Regions from separate parts of the Capsicum annuum genome. Here region 2 is linked to region 1. A link is a contact called in public Hi-C data. All regions are on one chromosome and are shown on one strand. Each heading gives the region's core, a stretch centred on a gene start, on an enhancer-like site or on the middle of the called end of the contact. The rest is flanking DNA. Distances are from core to core; before and after follow the strand shown. Region 1 holds the start of LOC107840794 (histone-lysine N-methyltransferase EZA1). Region 2 holds the start of LOC107853569 (PH-interacting protein).

Region 1 (2,769 bases), core at 185-2,684:
GGACCGACCACAAGAGTCCGTTGTACGCAGCCTAATCTTGCATTTCTACAAGAGGTTGTTTCTAAGGCTTGAACCCCTTACCTCCTGGTCGCATGGCAGCAACATGCCATGTAACTTACCAGTTACTCCAATTGCTTTGCTCACAGAATAAGAATTAAAAACCAAAGATCTTTAGAAAGCAAATATTCATTTGAGAGCAAAGTTTCCAATGATGTTCTGCATTAACTAAGGTATGACTGGACCAAACACCATTCAACAGAAAAAGAGAAAGAGATGAAAGGTCATTTGGTACGTGGACTAAATTATCCGGAGATTATAGTCCCTCAACTAATTTATCCCACCGCATACCAAAAATCCTGAAGATTGTATCAGCGAATATTTGTGTGCTTGCCATGACATCAGCAGAATACAATTTCAAGTTTTGAATAAAAAAAATCTAGAAAATGGAAATACAAAAGAACTAGTACCCTGACTGAAAGAATTCTGTCCTTTTGAATTTGCCTTTTCAGCTGATTGATTCTGTACATTAGAGATGCCGAACAATCTCCTTCATTTTCTCCGTCTGACTTCTGCCAATTTAGAAAGATAAAAGTTTTCATCCATGCATAATTAATCAAAAAGCAACACAAACAAATACTCGACTATAATTGAATTGGAAACAAATTGAAGTTCAGACCTCAAGTAAAGCCCAAATTATCTGATGACATCAAACAACAAAAAGGGACACATAAAGAGGGGAAAAAGAACACATAGCTCATAATTTCATTCAACAAGTAAGGTGAGGGCAATAGATCATTAGCTAGATGAGATTAATTTTCAAATAGACAACAACAACAATATAACAAGTGTAATCCCACCAAGTGGGGTCGAGGGAAAGTAAAGTGTACGTAAACCTTACCGCTACCTTGGAGGTAGCGACACTATTTCCGATAGACCCTCAGCTCAATTTAAGCAAATAGACATAGTAGTAAAACACAATCAAAGAAACATGTAAAAACACACAATTTTCCTAATTTACTATTAGTTCCTTACACTTTCCCCTGTTTTCTCAACAATTGAAGCAAGGAAAATCACCAAGATAAAAAAAAAACAACATGTTTCTCTTCAACAAAAAATCATTTTTTTTAAGAATCCCAAGTACCCAACAACCACACAAGAAAAGATCAATAAACAAGATGATCAGACAAAAGGGGTTGCAAGAATTAGTCTAATTTAATGAATTAGCAACAAGTGATTAAAAACACAGAATGAAAAAAGGGGATTGACAGTGGGACTGGCCTCAGAATCAGGAGAGGTGGAGCTGGAGGAGATCATGGAAGTCTTGTGTAGATGACAAATTTGAACAAGAAGAATAAGGGGTGTAATGTAAGTAGCGTAAGAGGAGTGAGAGCAGATTACGTGGGTAGAGAATGCTTATTTGACATAAAATCCGAATATGATACTACTACTTAGGAAAAATTAAATAAATAAATACTCCGCTACAAAAGAATTTTAATTATCACAAGTTACTCTATTAAGAAAAAGAGTTAATACATAAAAATAATCTTAAACTTGACATTAAATTATAACTTTGATATTAAACTTTAATAGTGCACAAATAGGATCTTTAATAATTCAAAACCTGAACAAATATGACATCCGATTTTATAACCCCATGCGTGAGTCTCTCGCGCCTACGTGGAAAGGTCCAATCACATGGTGTCACGTCGTTAAAAGGGCTGACTTGGAGAGAGGTCATATTTGTGCGATTTTGAATAGTTAAAGATCATATTTGTGCACTATGAAAGTTTTATTTTTTGTGTTAAAACGATGTCGTTTTTATTATTATTATTATTATTATTATTATTGTTATTATTATTTTATTTATTTTATTTTTTTTTTATAGTAGCAGCACCTAAATTTTTTTTAATTTAAAAAAATTATTATTATTATTTTTTTAGCAGCAGCACCTAACTTTTTTTTAATTAAAAAAAAAACAGCCACTAGTACGAATCAAACCCACACAGTAGGCTGAAGGAAGTGCCCAAGAGGAGTAAATAACACAACTAGGCTATCTAAGTACCTTGTTTCATGTGGTTCAACATTAATATACGTACATAAATATACATTTTCTATCTTATATATATACAAAGTAATTTTTTTACGAGGTGGTTCGGGTAAACCCCATGGCAACCACATAGGTCCGCCCCTCGTTAATTTAATAACGTTAATTTAATAACATCGTTTAATTATGTTAATTTGATAATGTTAATTTAATATACTGCTACTACTATCCTTGATAACATTAATTTAATAATGTTTTATTAAAACTATAATTTTTTTTATAATTAGTATAGTTTCATCTTTAATTTAATATTTAAATTAATAATATTTAGATATATTATATAACTTAAATTCGTCCTCTGCTTTATAATATATACACATACTCGCTCGATTTTTTCATATGAGGCTGACCCGCCTAATTAATAAATCTTCAATATTGTTCTTTTTCTGCAATGACAAAAGAAATTAGATGTCATTTTCATCTTTGAGCCGAAAATAATGAAAAAATAATAGTGAAGAGTCATTTAAAGGTCATATTTGTGCAGTTTTGAATAGTTAAAGGTCATATTTGTTCACTGTCAGAGTTTAAAGTCATATTTATGTATTATGCCCTTAGATTTTAAGCTGGACGGGCCCAGTTTTGCATGTTGAACACGCGTTTTGCCACGTAGAATTAGAGGTCATATTTGTGCAATTTTGAATAGTTAAAGGTCATATTTGAACAAT
Region 2 (2,769 bases), core at 72-2,571, 380 kb after region 1:
AATTTTTCAGTTGTAATTTATTGTAATTTGTGATATATTACATCAATATGAAATAATTTAGTAGAAGGGTTAGTTATTTAAGAAATGACGGATTCAATTTATTGAAACATTCCAAATTGGATATTAATAAGCAAGTAAAAGTATGTCAACTAAATTTAAGAACTTTCAAGTATATAAACCAGTTTATTATATCTTAGTTTTGATGTTTAAGTACATACTACATAATAATTAATTTAAAAAATTACCTTCAAGGGGTGATAGGACCCTAAAGTAGTTTGGAAATATAAATAATACGAAAAAATAATAGGAGCATTACCTAATTTATAAGGGGTCGCTTGGTAGTTGATTAGGTGTTTCTAATGTAGAGATTAGTTAAGAGACGATCTATGTACTGTTATTTATGCATATACTAGTTATGCATTGATAATATTCATGTATAATAAATTGAGCATATATTACTTATTTCACCTTCGATCATACATACGAAAATACGTAAATTCCACGTAACTTATACTAATTGTGCAGGTTTCTAAGTTATGAACTAAATATTATATTATTTTATATCTAAATAATTTACCTCCTATCTCTCAACCATAATACTATCATTATACATAATTTAATTCCAAAATAATTATCTCCAAATCTGCTAGCAAGATGGTAAGTGTACAACTGATAATTTTATCACAACAAAAAGTGAATTTTACCTTACAATCAATTACATAAATCATTTTTCAGACTTGAAATCCGGTTGGAAGAGTTTAGAGGTTTACATAAGCGTTGATTTTTCTGCAGAGTTGCAGTAGGTACTTAGAATTTGGGATGAAAGATTTTCGGATGAGGATCTCGATATTAATGAGTGGCGGGTTATTGGGTTGGGCCGGGTCAAAATTTTAGGGGGAATTCAATTATTTTAATTGAATATTAAGTGACAGTAAAATTATGACACATCATTGATGAAATGGAGTCAGTGCCGAGACGTTAAATGAAAGGGCAAAACAGTTCCAATAGATAGACGAAGAGGGTATTTCAGGTTTAATACGTAGATGAAGGATATTTGTATACCACTTCACATAATTGAAGAATATTTTGGATCCTTTTTTATTATTTAAATAAAGTTATTTTTAAAAAAATTATTTAAATTTAATTACTACGTGACATATCCATCTGTTATGAGTTACACTCATTTTTATTTTTTAATAGATTTTTGATTTATATTAAAATTGATACAAATATTTGTTAAAGATTAAAGTGTTTAATAAATATAAATTAGAATTGAGGTGACTAGATAAATTTTTCAAATAATTTTAAGGAATTACAAATAACTTAAACGAAAGCTAAAAAGACAAGGTTGTATTACTCATGCTTTATACCAGCAAAGTGGGGAGTTTGCGGCGTTTGACGTCCCCAGGAATTGGGTATTTTTTCTCCACTATGCGGATTGGCCTGCCCCAATATCGACACAATTTCTATACTATACAAATAACAAAATCTTTCTCCTTCGTCATCAGCTAACTTTCCATTTTCTCGTACACAGTTTGTTGCATTTGGAAAGCCGAGGGCAAATATCTACATCTGCATCTCAATCAGTTTTACAACAAGAAACGGAAATCCCTTTTACCGTCAGGTCAATCATAAAAACTGTCTTTCTTTCTTTTACTTTGTGATGATACTGCTGCATATAATAGACCCTTGGTCCGGCCTTTAGTAGGAGCTTTAATGCATTGGGCTGTTCATTTCTTATAGCTCTGGGTTTCTTAATTCATGTTTGTAGATCATTTTCTTTTCTGGTGAAGAAGAAATAATCAAACTTGGGGGGAGAAGAAAAAGAGATGGTAATATAGTTCTAGTAACTATTGTTTCGGGGAGGTGACAAGAATTCGGTGGAACTAGTCAAGGTGCGTGCAAGCTGACCGGGACATCAGGGTTAGTAGAAAAATAAAAGTATATCATTAGGCAGATTTTTGTAAATCCCACGGCTTTGATTTTTAGGCAGATTTATCATTTGTATTTAGTGGATTCTTAATTATATGTCAGTAGGCATGCATGGTGTGGCCTAGTGGCTAATGAAGTGGGTTGGGCACCATGAGGTCTCAAGTTCTATCCCAACAGAGGCAAAAGCATTTCGTGATTTGTATCTGTTCTAGCTTTGATGGACAGAGTTACCTTGTACTCGGTAGTGGTGGTAGGTGGTAGGTGGTAGGTATCCTGTTGAATTAGCTGAGGTGTGCGCAAGCTAGTTTGGACGCCATGTTTATAAAAAAAAGAAAAATACATCACTACGCACTCATGTTTAGTCTAGTTAGAGAATTGCATGTTAGTTTACGTACAAGTGTGAACTTTAGAGAATCGCCGGAGAAATCTAGTTCGCCTTAAACATGAGTTATTGATCATGGAAATGGGTTTAACTAGTGGCAGAGCCAGGAATTTCATTAAGAGGATCCAAAATATAAATGATTTTCACTAAGAGGATCCAAAATATAAGAAGTGCACTTGAAAAGTTAAGGGTATTCAATATCTACTATATACCGTGTACTTTTCCAGCAAAGTGGATTTGGATAAACCCCCTTGTGTCCCTAGCTCCGCCAGTGCATATAGTTAATCAGCCTGCTTGGGATTAGGACATGGGTCATTTATAAATTGGTTGTTTGATTGATTGTGTCATTTATGTTGTTCCTGTAGTTGAATTATTATCTTTTTTCTCGTGTCCTCCTCCTCATCTTGTCATTCAATACTTCACGTTTTGAGGGATTCTTTTGTAGCTTATGCTTT

Evidence for each region. A called contact is a pair of places that touch in the nucleus more often than the background predicts.
Region 2: a Hi-C map of placenta shows a contact between it and region 1, with 3 times the contacts expected there. The contact joins the promoter of LOC107853569 here to the promoter of LOC107840794 in region 1. A contact is called at or near these places in 2 of 5 Hi-C or Micro-C datasets (leaf and placenta).

What each region holds. Positions count from the first base shown.
Region 1 is chr1:160,224,749-160,227,517 of UCD10Xv1.1, forward strand. LOC107840794 (histone-lysine N-methyltransferase EZA1) reads right to left here and starts at 1,435. Exons shown (of 18, transcript XM_016684717.2): 1 at 1,279-1,435; 2 at 468-569. The coding sequence starts at 1,314.
Region 2 is chr1:160,601,174-160,603,942 of UCD10Xv1.1, forward strand. It overlaps LOC107853569 (PH-interacting protein), which reads left to right and starts at 1,322. Exons shown (of 25, transcript XM_047398662.1): 1 at 1,322-1,415; 2 at 1,535-1,624.